Linked DNA regions of Mus musculus: region 2 is linked to region 1. Evidence: chromatin contacts called from public promoter capture Hi-C data. All regions are on one chromosome and are shown on one strand. Each heading gives the region's core, a stretch centred on a gene start, on an enhancer-like site or on the middle of the called end of the contact. The rest is flanking DNA. Distances are from core to core; before and after follow the strand shown. Region 1 holds the start of Pnmal2 (PNMA-like 2). Region 2 holds the start of Nova2 (NOVA alternative splicing regulator 2).

Region 1 (7,047 bases), core at 1,218-3,717:
AGAGAATAGGAGGAAAGTAGGGAGGGAAGTCCACACACAAGAGACAGGGCTTGTAGTGACATCTGCGGCACTAACGGCATTTGGGCGCCCGCCTTGGGCCCCTGCGTGCTTTCTTTCCGCGGGTAGACTTGGGAACAGCAGCTGGCTGTCCCTTGGCCTCGCCAGCCCTGGCACGGGCCCCGGCTCCTGCGGATCCCTTCTTCTTCTTGTTGTTGTTCCCCGCATGGTCCTCGGTTGAAACCCCGCTCCCCGTTTTCTTCTCTGGGGTGACAGCCCGGCCACGACCGCGGCCACCCCTGCGGGCTTTGCGTGCCCGGGATGCGGTGGAGACCGCGGTGGCGCCGGCCGGTGGGAGGCCTTTGGAGCCTGTGCGCGCTCTCTTGGCGCGCGGCTTCTTGGACACGCTGTCACCAGGTTCGGACTCTTCGCTGTCAGTGTCCTCGGAATCTCCCTCTGACTCTGTGTCTGAATCCTCGTCCGATTCCTCGTTGGATTCTAGATTCTCCTGGGAGGCCAGGAAAGCCAGGACCTCAGATAAACCACCTTGGCTATGGTCACACTTCCGGCCACCACTTCCACCACTGCCCCACCTGCTGGCTTCTTCTTCTCTCACAGCTTCCACCATATCTTGCGCAGCCAAGAGTGCCACCAGCTCCAATAGGCCACCCTGGTGGCCCTCAGCGGTCCAGCCTCTGAGGAGACCTAGCCCAGACTTCTTTCCCTTAGGGCAGTTCTCTGCCTCAGCCAAGGTAGAAATACATTCCAGAAGATTCCCATCTTCCTCTGCCTTCCTCAGGACCATGGCGTCCACCTGACGACCTGCCTCCTCTACCTTCACCCTGGGCCCAGAGGTGTCCTTAGCCATGACGGACAGGACTTGAGGAAGGACATCTTTTTTGTCTTTTTTGTCGCCCCAGCCGAGGGTCTCAATCACAGAAGCTATTTTTAGCATTTCCTCTCTGGCAGAGGGGTCAGCGGGGTCTGTATAAGCCACAATAGCCACAAACTCGGGGCTATCCATCACTTCCTTTCCGTGCTCTCCATTTTCCAGAGACTCGCTGTCGGAATCATCTTCATCGTCATCTTCATCTTCGTCATCATCTTCATCATCTTCATCTTCGTCATCTTCATCATCATCATCCACCTCTGTCTCTACCTCCACTGCGGGGGTATCTCTCACAGCCAGTAGCGCGACTAAATCAGGAACCCCGCTCTTTTCGTCTTTGATGTTTAAGCAGATAGACTCTGTCCCAGGAAGGTCTTTCTCTATCTCTTCCTTCTTAGCTTTGTCGGTGACAGTGACAAGTGCCAAGAATTCTCGGGGGCCATCTCCTTCTTCCTGGTCACCCCGAAAGGCCCACTTCTTGGTGAGCTCTTTGGCAGCTGCTTGGAGCGTGGCATACAGGGCCCTCTGGTCTTCATCTACGCTCAGGTCCTCTGCGTAGATCTCCTCTATGACGATACCCAGGCTGTCATCAGAAGAGTCTTCCGACTCACTCCTGGCTCGCCGCCCTCCCCGGCTCCTCTTCTGGCCCTTCTGAGCCGTCAACTTGTGGCTTCTGGATCGGCGCTTGCCTCCCCGACGGCCCCGACGGCCGCTCCTAGCTGCCCCTTCAGAGGAGCCAGCCTTCTTGGCCTCCTTCCCTAATCCCTTGGCCTGGGCTTGGGCCTCCAATACCAGAGGGATGGCTATTTCTCTGAAGTCATCCATGGGCCTTTCATCCAGCAACAGGCGCCTCATCTGCCTAAGGACCCGCGCATCTTGCCCGCGGTCCTTACTCAGGATTTTCCAAATCCCATTCTCTCCCCTAATGTGGATAGGTATGGCAGAGTGATCGAAGTCTGCCCCAAATTCTACAAGGGCTGCCTGAGACTTCTCTTTGGTTACAGCTCTCACAGTCCGAAGCCTGTAGTTGCCCAGGGGCTGCAAGTTCGGACTCAGGGTAGCTTCGATGTCCGCCTGCTGCAGGCGCTCAGGGATGCCCGTGATCAGGAGGGCCCTGTGCACCTCCACTTCCAGCTCCTTACACCAATCTTGCAGAAGGTTCATCGTCATGGCGCTGCCCGGCGGAGGCTAATCTTAGGCGGGAGGGAGCCCGAGAAAGGGGTGGGCTACTGAACACAGGCTAGGTCAATCCCACTCTGGAAAGGCCACCAGCAGGGTGAGAGTCCAGACTCCGGGTTTGGGGCTGTAGGCTATAGCTACCTGCTAGCTTGCCGGACTCAACGGTCTTCCCCCGGGGCAATCCGAGGGTCCGCAGGGGGCTTACGTGTACTTTCTCCGGGCTGTCCCGGGTTGCTCCTCCCTTCCCTTTGTCCCTGACAACCTAGGTGACTGGACACCGCTGGTGGAGTACAGGAGGGCGACGATCAACGCACCTGGTGGGCGTGGGGGTGAGTGAGAGCAGCGGCTCGCCTGTGCTCCCGCGGAGTCTGGAGTGAAGCGCGTACCCGGGTCTAGACGCTCAGCGGGGCCGCTGCGGAACGGCAGCCTCGGTCTGCGCCTGCGCGGACCCAATCACCTCTCCGCCCCCTCCTGCTAGTCCCCGTCTCCATAGTAACACTGCAGGCTGCAGCTGGGGTCTGCCCGGGTACGGTCGCAGCAGCTGCTCTTAAAGGGCCAGGTGGGAAGGAGGGTTTAGGGACTAGTGAGCCAAGAAGGAAGACAAAGTCACTGTGAAAACCACTGAAGGTGATCAGTCTCACTTCAAGGGATAGACAGACACCTCCTTGGAAAGAATAGAGGCTTCCACCAGGGTCATTTATTCTGGCTTTGTTTTTTGAAGCAAGGCCAGGCTAGCCTTGAACTTGCCATGTAGCCAAGGATGACCTTGAACTTCTGATTCTCCTGCTTCCGCCCTCCTGCGATTACAGGCCTCAGTGGTGTCTAGCCTGCGCTGTTTTATTAATACGTCTCTGGGGCTCGGGGCCAGGGTTTTCTGCATGCTGCGTAAGCACTCTACCAACCGAACTACATCCTCATTCCTGCGGGACAGATAGACCTCTGATTAATAAAGCCCCAAATCAAACTGTCCTTTGGAGGTGTAACCTCACACGGGCTCTATGTTTTACCGTATCCTCAATAGCAAGCAGAAACGCCCCGGTCAGCTGTCCTTTATGAGCCAAGGGGTATCATTTCGGGTGTGTGGTACTCAGTATGTGGGTACCAGACTCATGGAGACCAGCTTCACTCATGGATGTCCCTATATTCTGCTTCTGAAACGGGATCTCACTTTGTAGGCCAGTTTAGCCTAGAACTGTGTAGCTCAGGTTAGCCACAAACTCATAGAGATCTGTCAGCCTCTGCCTCTGCCCTCTGCCCTCTGCCTTCTGCCTTTGCTTGCTGAATGCTGGATTGACGTTGTATGCTAGCACACCTGGATCCTTTTGGGGTTTGGTTTTTGAAACAGGATATCACTATGTAGCCCAGGCTAGCCTCAAAGTCCTGGTAATCCTCCTGCCTCAGAATGCTGGGATCATAGGTGTGAGCCACTGTACCCAGATATTCCAAATTTTTTATTTTGAAATTTTTGTTTTATTTATGATTTGTGTGTGTGTGTGTGTGTGCATATGTACGATGCATGTGCGGTGGGGCATGCCTGTGCACAGCATATGTATGGAGGTCAGAGGACAACTTTTAGGTCAGCTCTCACCTACCACCATACCCATGGTCCATTGCTTTAAAGGCCCTTGAGCTGCCTGTCCCTCCCTCTATGAGTTGAATAGACTATCTGTTGGATTTATATTCTATCCTTATTGCTTTCTCAGCAGCAACTTCGAGAATCTTCTAGAACTTTCCCTGATCTGTTTGCTTCTCTGTGAAATGGTGACAGCCATTGTTCCTTTTCCTAAGGGTCTCCTGGAGACCCCAGCCCATGAGAGTGAGGGGAGAGAAGCTGGCTTAGTTGCCTCTCCTTGAACAACGGCTGTGTGTGCTGTTTATCAGGCCTGAGGTTACATAAGCATTTGTTAAATAATAAACACGAACAGAACAAAACCACCTTGGGTTCCCCCCATCCTCTGGCTTTGTTATTTGCTTTGTCAGTAAAGAAAAAAAAAAAAAAAAGGTTGATGGCACAGTTCCCATGGCAACCGGGCACTGTGCAAACTGCTTACCTGTTCTCCATTTCCCCTGCTCATGTCCCTCAGACAGAAACGCCATGCTAGCCTCAAATGCAAAATGCCTGTGTGATGTGGCATTTTACAGCAACCATCATTAATTAATACAAAGCCAAAGTGAATTTTCTGAATATCTTATCTAACCCCAAAGCTTACATTATCTCCAGATCGACTTGGGTTCCAAAAAAAATTTTTTTTGTTTCTTTCACTGTGTGTGTGTGTGTGTGTGTGTGTGTGTGTGTGTGTGTGTGTATGTGTGTGTGAACATGGAGGCACTAGAGTGGATCCACAGGACAAGATGAAAAACCTAAATCACATACGTTTTTACATCTGCTGTGGACAGCTGTAGGGAAAGCTCACATGGAAATGAACACCATATAATGAACTAACCCATCTTTACATATGACTGAGGACATGGGAGATGGCTCAGCAGGTAAAGGGCCGACTGCCACACCTGAGGACCCAGGTTCAATTCCTCTAACCCACACGTACATACAGCAGCCACTCATGAACTCTCATGAACACACACTAACAATAGTAGTAAATAAAATTTAAACTGTGTAGTTAAAAGAACCAGCCGGGTGTGGTGGCGCACGCTTTTAATTCCAGCACTTGAGAGGCAGAGGCAGGCAGATTTCTGAGTTCAAGGCCTGTCTGGTCGACAGAGTGAGTTCCAGGACAGTCAGGACTACAGAGAGAAACCCTGTCTCAAAAAACCAAAAATAAAAACAAATACAAAAACACCCCAAAAGAACCTTCAAGATGCCACCGCGGGTTAAGGCATTTGTCAGCAGCCTGCTGACCCGCAGAACGGAAGGAGAGAACCAGAAATCATCATCATGGCTGGATGACGTCTTCTGACCCCACTTACGTGCCAAATATACATGTACCCCAGACACTCACAAAACAAAGTAAATAAATGATCAAATAAATACATGTAAAAATTTTTTTAAAAATATATAAAGTGTGCAACTCACTGCTCACATAGTGATGCACACCAGTCAATCTGCATATACTAGCTTGAAATCCAGGGGTCGGGGTGGCCACTTAAAGTCTTTTTAGATTGTTCTGTCTGGCCTGGAAGTCTCCTGCCTCTGCCTCTCCAGAGTTAGGATCCCAGGTATGCAAAGTTACATCCAGCCTAAGTCTTTGTAATTTCACATTTTATTGTTCTGTTTGAGGTACGTAGCCCAGGCTATCCTTGAACTCCTGAGCCGATGTCCTTACCGGGCATAAGAGGCGTGCACACATGTACCACCAAGCCTGGGGTTTGGTTTTGCTTTTTTGTTTTTCTTGTTTGGGTAGAGAATTAGGAAACCAGAAACTCCCAGAAAGTAGGGTGTGGTAGAAGAAGCAGAGGCTCTTGTGGGTGCAGAAGACCCAGAGCATGGGATAAGGATAGACTAGAACCTTGCTTCCCTAAGCAAAGGATTAAGTGGGGGCCAGCCAGGAGCATCCAGAGCCCCACAGGTATGCTTTCCAGAGCTTCCCTGGACACTTCCTCTGCAGTCCTAACCTCTCTGGATTCAGGAAGGACCTGTGACTGGCCAAGCTGCAGCCCCTGAGGTTCCCATGGAAACGGCTGGGAGAAAAGAGCATATAAAATGTTTTTTGAAATTCTTTTCTAAGTCCTATGTTTAAGGAAGGAAAATAACGAAGCTGTGTATGAGGCCACAGGGCTGGCATGCTAACACCTGCCACCCTGTCATGGCAGGAGATGGAGGAATGGGAATCAGGAATTCAAGGACAGCTTTCACTACATACCAAACCTGAGCTATGAGTCTCAGACTGTAAAAAAAAAAAAAAAAAAAAAAAAAAAAGGAGGGAAGTTGCTGGGGAGATGAGTTAGTCAGAAGTTACCACATAAGCTTAAAGAACTGACTTTGGTCCCACAGTACCTATAGAAAGGCTAGGTCCACTGTGCACACTTGTAATCTCAGTGCCAAGGAAGCAGAGACACAAGGATCCTGCAGCACTCTGGGCCAGCCAACCTGGCTGAATCAGTGAACTCCAGCTTCAAAGAAAAACTTCGAATCAAAAAGCAAGGTAAAAGGCCAGTGAGTTGGCTCAGTGAGTAGTGAGGCTTGTTGCCAAGGATCTGTGTTCGATACCCGAAGTCACCTCGTAAAAGAGAAAGCTAACTCTTGCAAGCCCTCCTGTAACCTGGCGTGCACACGGATTTCTGCACATATAAATGTAATGATCTTAAAAGATTTGGTTTTTTAATTAAAAGTGAATAAAAGTGGAGAGCGATTTGAGGAAGATACCTGACACCAACCTTTGACTTACACACACACACACACACACACACACACAGAGTTGCACAGTGGAGCAGGGAAGAGGGAGGAGAGAAAGAGAACATGCCAAAGTCATGGCAGAGTAAGAATTCTAAAACAAAAACACTAGCTGCCCTTTTCACTGCCGATCTCTTCCCAGTGTTGAGTGGAATTTTCCAGAGCCTGCGTGGTATTTGCTATCACAGCTGACAAGGAAGGAGTAGGTAGGCGGGCTGTGGAGTGACACATGAATGAGATTTGCAAAGCCTCCCAAGAAATTGTCCCCTCCCAAGTAGGCCCAGGGAAAGGCACATAAAGGGGGGTGGAAAGTTGTAGAAGCTGAGGATGGGGAGGAGCGAGCGCCAGAAACGCTGTCTTCTGACAGTGATGGGGCCAGGAACTCAAAAACCATAGCAGCTGTGGCTATGTGCTCAAGATCTGTACATGCGCATGCAAGCAAGCAAGCTCATACGAGCACACACACACACACACACATAGACACACATAGAGAACAAAACAACAACCAAATGAGAGTAGGAGAGAGGCTAACTGGAAAGGAGTGGGTTCTGTAGGAATGAGAAGGGGGATAACAGATGGCAAGTGAGCCTGGCATGGTGGTGCATGCCTTTAATCCCAGCCCTCCAGAGGCAGA
Region 2 (7,047 bases), core at 1,745-4,244, 2.0 Mb before region 1:
TCAAATCCTGCTTCCTCTTAGCTGAATGGGAAAATCATGCCCAAGTTTCCAGTTCTGTGCTTCAGTTGTTCATTTGAAAGATGGTTAACAGAATTGGAAGTACTCAATGACCCATGTTCAGTACATTCCATAATACTTCCCGGCACCATAAACGTTAGCCACTATTATAATTTATTGTTTTTTTTTTTTTTTAAACATCATAGCACATTGGGAGAAGGAGATGCAATTGTATGTCAGGCATTAAGCATTGATATTGCCAGCCATTATGACATTATCAATGTAGTTATCGTCATGTCTGTATTGGGAAGTAGGGGACACAGAAGCTTGGAAAGGGGCAGGGGTGGATCAAGTGTCCCACAGCCACCACCGTCCCCCATTGAAAGGAACCAGAAAATTCGAGATCAAAGTCATTACCGCTTGCCTTGCCCCAGACTATCCCTCTCAATTGAGGACTGCCCTTTTGTATCTCCTGGCCTGCTTCCTCATACTTGGTTTGGAGGTGAGGAAGGGTCTGCAGTCATGGTCCCTTAGTTTCAGCAATGTAGAAGGAAGCATTGAAATCCCAGTGGGCCAGCCAGTCCAGGGTTCAATAAATTCTGGACCTGCCACTTAGGAGCCTTCGACCTTGGACAAGATGTTTTATCTTGCAGAGCCTCAGTTTCCCTCACCGGTAAAAACGCACCTCAAATAATGTCTTCTGAGGGTTGTGTTGGGAAATTCACCCAGATCTTGGAGCCTGCCTGATGGCAGTAGGCACCACAGGGCAGCACTTGAAGGGGCCTTCTTTAGCAGCTGCTTGCTGTAATGTGCCGCCTAGCCAAATCTGGGTCCCTGAGCCTTACTGGGACTGGCAACTGCAGCAGGGCAGGAAGGAAGAAAGGAAGTCGGCTTTGGACATTTTCATACGTGTGTTGGGGGTGGGTGCAGGAAGATAGGCAGGAAATTCTCTTCCACCCCTCCCCCAACTTCCCTTTCCTTCAATTTCTGCTGAGCACCCTCCCATGGATCCAAAGGAACTTGGGATCCTGTCCCACCTGGCTTGAGGTGAGGGGGTGAGAGCAAGAAGTGGGAGCCTGTGCATATGCCTGGGTGGGAAGTGGGCACCTAAGCCAGGCTGGAGGATATTATACTGTTTGTTGAAGACAAGAACAAGATTAGGAGGGGATTTTGAACAGGGCACTCATGAGGGAGAATCAATCTGTATATTATATTTTTGGGTCTTCTTATCAGAGATCCGAAGCGCCCTGAGGATCCCTCTTCTCCCATGCCCTACTTGTTCCCTAACATCGAGGATAGTAAGTGGAGTCCTGTGCTTGGCTTGTGTTTCTCTGCTGTGCACACCTCTCCCGGATGGCACACGTAGAGGGCCCGTTTTGTGCAGCTGACACATCTCCGAGGCGTCTAACACTGAGCTGCCTCATACACGTGTGCACACACCCATGTCCTCTGCTCTTGTACACCCTGCATCTCCCCCACATCTCTAGCGTGACACACCCAGTTATTCTACACAGAGCTCTCTGTCTTATACACATCTACACAGTTTTGGGTGTCACACAACTCCAAGCTCCAGGGTGTTTTAAGCATATGTCCCCAGTCGCTTGGAACTCCATTTTTCCCCCCGATTTCCTTGGGAACACACCCTCCATGGGTTTCACTGAACCACAAGCCCCAGCTCTCCCTTTTCATCCCCCCATCCCCCCCAGTTACACACCCCCCTCTGATGTCACTATTGCACACCTCCATGTGTCACACCCAGCCTCTCTAGAGTCACACCTACACCCTTTTCCATGTCACATCCTAGCACCAGCTTCTACTGGTCCCACTCCACCCTATACACAGCGGTATCCCCCACACAGAACCCCTTTTCCCGGTCCACGAATGTTCTCACGGTTCACACCCAGAGTCCATCCTTTCTGCCTCCCTACACACCCCCCTGCATGTTACACACCCCCTCTCACTGGTGTGTCACAGGACAAGAGCCCCCTCCGGGCTGGTAAGCACCTTCCCTTGGAGGACCTCACATCCGGCTCTCTTTTACACACATACTCACACACCCCTACCCCGTCACATCCATGGTCCCTTAATGTCACATATCCAGGCCCTACACGACCCACCACGGATACACACCTGTCCTAGCCTTCCATCTCTTTCCCCTCCAGTTTTACACACCCACCCTTTCTTCCATGTCACCCAACACACCCACCCAGTCTGTCTCCATGCACGGTCCTGCATACTGTCCACACCCGCCCCTTTCCGGGACAACCCTTGTTCAGGACATCCCCAGGGAGTGAGGCTCAGAAGCTCTCGGTCCACAGGCCTGACTCTACTCCTTCCCCTCCCCCAACCGGGACACGCAAGCCCGAGGGAACACCCCTGCCCCGAAAGGGTCACATCACACACCCCTCAAGGACACACTGGCCCAGAAGGGACCCACGCCCCTCATCCTTGGTTCCCTCATACACCACAAGGACACTTACCACCCCCTCCCCCCCAGCCCCTTTCGTCGCAGACAAAGCTCTCAGCCCCCGGGGCCTCGGCGACAAGAGAAAGGGGTCCGTCCGGGTCCCCATCTCCTCGCGGAGGGGTGCCCCTCCCCTCCCTGAAGCACTTGCACCTGCCAGCCAGGGATGGGGGGGGATGATGGAGGACGGCGATGCCCCCTTCGGCGCGCGATCCCCCCCCACGCCCCACGCCGCGGTCCCTCAGCTTTGCCTCACCTCCCGTGTTGCTGCGCTTGGTGCAGACCACCTCGGGGGGCGTCTCGAGGGGTCTCTTGCGGGAATCCGGGGCCTCGGGCTCCATGGGGGGGGCCTGGGGCGGCGGCTGCTGCTGCTGCGGCGGCTGCGGCGGCGGCGGCGGCTGCTGTGGCGGCGGCGACGGCTGCTGGGGAGGCTGGGGCTGCGGCGGCGGCGGCGGCGGCGGGGGCGGCGGCGGCTGCGGGGCCGCGGAGGCCGTGAAGAGGCCGTGCACCGCGCCGGCGGCCATCATCCTCATGGTGGGGGGGCGGAGGAGGGGGAGGGGAGGGAGGGGGAGGGGAGGGGGCGGCGAGGAAGGGGGAGGGGAGCGGCGGGGAGGGAAGCGGGAGGGGGCTGGGGGGGGGAAGCGCTGACAGAGCTGGAGGACGGAGGGGAGCAGGGTGGAGAGGGTATGGGGGGTGGTCTGGGATGGAGAACTGAGGGGTGGGGTCCTGGTCTCTCAAAGATCACCGAAGCCGGTCACTGAGCCAGTGGGGTGCAGAGGTGTAGACAGGACACCCTCTCTGTACCCTTTCTTGAGGGCTCCCCACAGATGCGAGGGGCCGAGCCCCCCTCCCAAGGCCCTGCTCAGGGCGGGGGGCCGGAGATAAGAAGCGGAGGCGGTCGCTAGTGGGGGCCCGGGGGGCGGCGGGCGAGGGCAGCAGCAGAGACCGGGCTGCTGGTGGTGGTTGCTGGCCCGAGCATCTTCTCAGCTAGGCTCCTACAGCGTCCTGGCCCCTCCCACCCGCGCAAGGTCACGCCCATGGCAGTCAAGGCCACGCCCTTCTGCGCCCCCATTGGTCCATCCTTGAAGCCTGGGCCACGCCCATCACGCTTGGACGCTACAGACCTGACTACCCCCCCCTGCAGGGTATAATAAGGACCGCGAGGCTCCTCCACGCCTTCCTTCCTTACCCTTCACCCTTTTATTTGCGGAGGGGCGTGGCTGGACAGAGTGTAATATAGCCCAAGCTGGCTTTGAACTCACTATGTAGCTCAGGCTAGCTTTGACCTCCTGATTCTGCTGTTTCCATTCCCTGGCCCCCCAAGCGCTGGGATTAGAGGGATGTGCATGGCATCTCTAGCTACCTTTTGCTCCTAATGAGCATCACTTGTGCACTTGCCATGTGCCAGGAGTGGTTCTAAGAGATTCTTACTTGAATCCCACCGGGGAAAAACGATAGGATATACTTTTAGTATTCTGTCTTACAGATGAGGACACTGAGTCTTAGGAAGCCGAAGCAGCCAAGCTTGGCGCTCACTCATGTATCCCACTACTTGACAGTATGAGGCAGAATTGCCTTGAATCTAAGGATAAGCTGGGCTACAATGTAAGACCCTTTGTTTAAAAAAAAACAAACAACCAAATCAACAAGAAACAAAACAAACAAAAGAGAAAAGAAGAGGAAACAATGGGTAGGGGTCAAATGAGAAATGTACCTTCATGTCATCTGACTGTCAGCAAGGAAATTCCCCCTTTGGATGGTCCATCTCTCCATGAAGAGTGGACCTAAGACTGCTGTCGGGCTCCTGCGACTGAAATCAAGTTACAGCAAGTAACTGCCACAGAAGCCTGACTGGCGCTAGGTCCTATCAACGGTACTGACGGCCCACCCACTGAGTGACAGATACTGCCCTAGACCCTGGGACACAGCACAGAACAAAACGGCCTTAGTGCTTTGTAGAGTAAGTATTATCATTCTGGTCACTCGTTAGAAGATTTTGATTTTTCAGATGACAGAATGGAGGCTGCAGAGAGGCTTTTCCAAGGGCACACGGCTAGACAGAGAGAAAACTGGGATTTGGACAGAGGACAAGTCTAATTCCAGAGCCTGAAGCCATAGGAGGTTCTTCTCGGAGTGGGTTGTTGCCAATATTCTGTGTTCTCAGATATATGCGTTTTCTGCTCCCTGGATTTCTGGTCCCCAAGGCTTCCTTCCTTTCTAGCTTGGTCAGAGGCAAGTTTAGCCCCAGAGGGGTCCACGAAGGGGTAACTGTGGCAGCTGGGGGTGGGGGAAGTCTGTGGCACTGGGATCTCCTCCACCCCACCTGCCCCTCCCATGCTATGCTCTCAGGTCTCCAGGACAGTAGAGGCAGCAGATGGCCTGGGGTGGATGAGGTGGACGCCCATCTGTCCCCTCCCCCCATTGTCACTTCAGCCAAGGGGGATGGGAGGGGGTTGTGGTCCACTGCAGACTGGATCCTCCCCCTCTATCTTCCTGGAGGGAGCTGAGGAGCTGGTTGCCATGGAGACGGAGAAGAGGCAAGAGGGGATGCAGGGAAATACTGAGGTTGGGCTGAGATCCACACCTTAGGACCTTAGAATCTCACAGACCCACACTGCACAGATGCCATCTCCCAACATCTGCAGAATTGAATGTGAAGTTCTTCACTAAAATACGTACTCAGTCACACAGGGCACATGTTTCATACTGATTCAGAAAGACTGACAGGAGAGGACTACCGAAACACATCTGTACACACGCGCGCACACATACACCTATAATGCACATTCAGTCATTCAGACCAAAGCCACAGCACAAGCTCCCACGCACAAATAGATAGACGTGTATTTAATATCAAAGCAGGGACATCTAATATCCAAATATGTCCCATGTAGGCGTATTCAGACTCACTGTTCCAAATTTGTTCCCCCAAACCTCCACCCCAGAAGTTAAACATACGTGATTAAAGCAACAAGAAACATACAACCTCGCTTACATAAGGTATACGTGTCAGTGCCATGGGGAGTCTAAACTGAGTGGCTTTCGCTATAGCCTAACAAGCTGGGTGCTGTGCACATCTGGATACAGGACAAGCAAAGTCTGGCATACACAATGAGTGGACCTCAAGGACCACTCACCGACAAGTGCACACAGCACACTTGGGTTGCTGTGTGTTGAGATGCCCCCACCCCTTTCCCCAAGTCATGCCTGCAGTGCCAGTCCCACCCAGCCCTCCCAAACACTCCTGTTTGGACCCACACAAAACAGCATGGTTGGTCGGGCACTCACACTCACACAAACACAAACCTCCTCCTAGATATTTTTAAACCAAGGCTAGTTCTGCTGTCATGGCAACCGCCCCAAACCCATCACCATAGCAACCCAACGTCAGCTTTCCAAGCACCAAATCCTGGGGGATTGTAAGGCCCCAATCAGAGGTAGGTGGAGGGGGCTGCACCCTCTCCCTTCATCTGTGCCACCCCAGTGCTTTCGGGGGGATGGTTACCCAATCTGGACAGGGTCCAGGGACCAGGGCCACTGGAGACCCACACCATGCTGGAGAAGGACGTCTTCAACCTGCTGTATGCAGGAGTTCATTGGTACACAGGTGGGCTTCAAACTGGACACACGGGAGCCTGAGTCTGTCATTGACATGCTGGGTGACTTGGCTATAACCTTACCCTCTCTGTGTCTTATTAATTCAGAAAATGTCCCATCTATGCTTAACTGTAAAGGATCAAACTGTAATTCGGTGGCAAGAAGTCCGTGCTGGGGCTGCTGAGAGGGCTCATCACTTGCCAGCCTGCTTAAGGACCTGGATTTGATCCCTGGGACCCACATTATAGGAGTGGCTACTGCAGGTTGTCTTTTGACCTCCCACTTCCCATCCCCCATCCATGCACACAACACATAAAACATAATTAAAAAAAAAAAGTGAAATGGAGGCAGACATAGTCTAACCTTCCCAGTTTCTAACTTAATGTGAATAAATGCAATAGATTTTCTTTCTCTGAAACAAGCTTGGGGGTAAACAATCTAATCACACAGGGCTGCTGGGAACATGTCCTAACACTGAGGGGGATGGACTGCTGTTTTAAGACTTAACTATGGCTATTTGGTTAGGTTATTATTATGATTTTCCTTTTGCAGAAAAGGAAACAGGCCTGGAGAGAATGCTGCCACCTAGTTACTAAGGCTTTTTAAGGGAGAGAATCTATGACCTTGTGCATGGTAACCAAGAGAGCTAGTGCCGATCCACACCCAAACTGGGGGGACTCTAGGTAGGTGCTCTGCCACTGAGCTACATCCCCAGCCCCTCACTGGGAGATTCTAGGCTGGGGCTCTACCACTGAGCCACACCCCAGCCCCTCACTGGGAGATTCTAGGCAAGTACTCTATGATTGAATGATACTTCCAGTCTCAGTCAGTCTCTCTCTCCCTCTCCCTCTCCCTCTCCCTCTCCCTCTCCCTCTCCCTCTCCCTCTCCCTCTCCCTCTCCCTCTCCCTCTCCCTCTCCCTCCCTCCCTCTCTCTCTCCCTCTCCCTCTCCCTCTCCCTCTCCCTCCCTCCCTCTCTCTCTCTCTCTCT

Evidence for each region. Promoter capture Hi-C pulls out the DNA fragments that hold promoters and counts their contacts.
Region 2: a contact with region 1 is called in a promoter capture Hi-C map of second pharyngeal arch cranial neural crest. The contact joins the promoter of Nova2 here to the promoter of Pnmal2 in region 1. A contact is called at or near these places in 10 of 39 promoter capture datasets (the HPC-7 cell line, cranial neural crest, embryonic stem cells and 6 more), 1 of 15 datasets of contacts at CTCF or cohesin (stem cell-derived epiblast-like cells), 1 of 484 Hi-C or Micro-C datasets (embryonic stem cells), 12 of 115 datasets of contacts at active chromatin or transcription factors (astrocytes, embryonic forebrain, embryonic hindbrain and 5 more) and 1 of 9 other capture datasets (embryonic stem cells).

The regions. Positions count from the first base shown.
Region 1 is chr7:16,940,102-16,947,148 of GRCm38.p6, reverse strand. It overlaps Pnmal2 (PNMA-like 2), which reads right to left and starts at 2,467. Exons shown (of 1, transcript NM_001099636.2): 1 at 1-2,467. The coding sequence starts at 2,056. The coding sequence ends at 71.
Region 2 is chr7:18,921,835-18,928,881 of GRCm38.p6, reverse strand. Nova2 (NOVA alternative splicing regulator 2) reads right to left here and starts at 2,994. Exons shown (of 4, transcript NM_001029877.3): 1 at 2,718-2,994. The coding sequence starts at 2,802.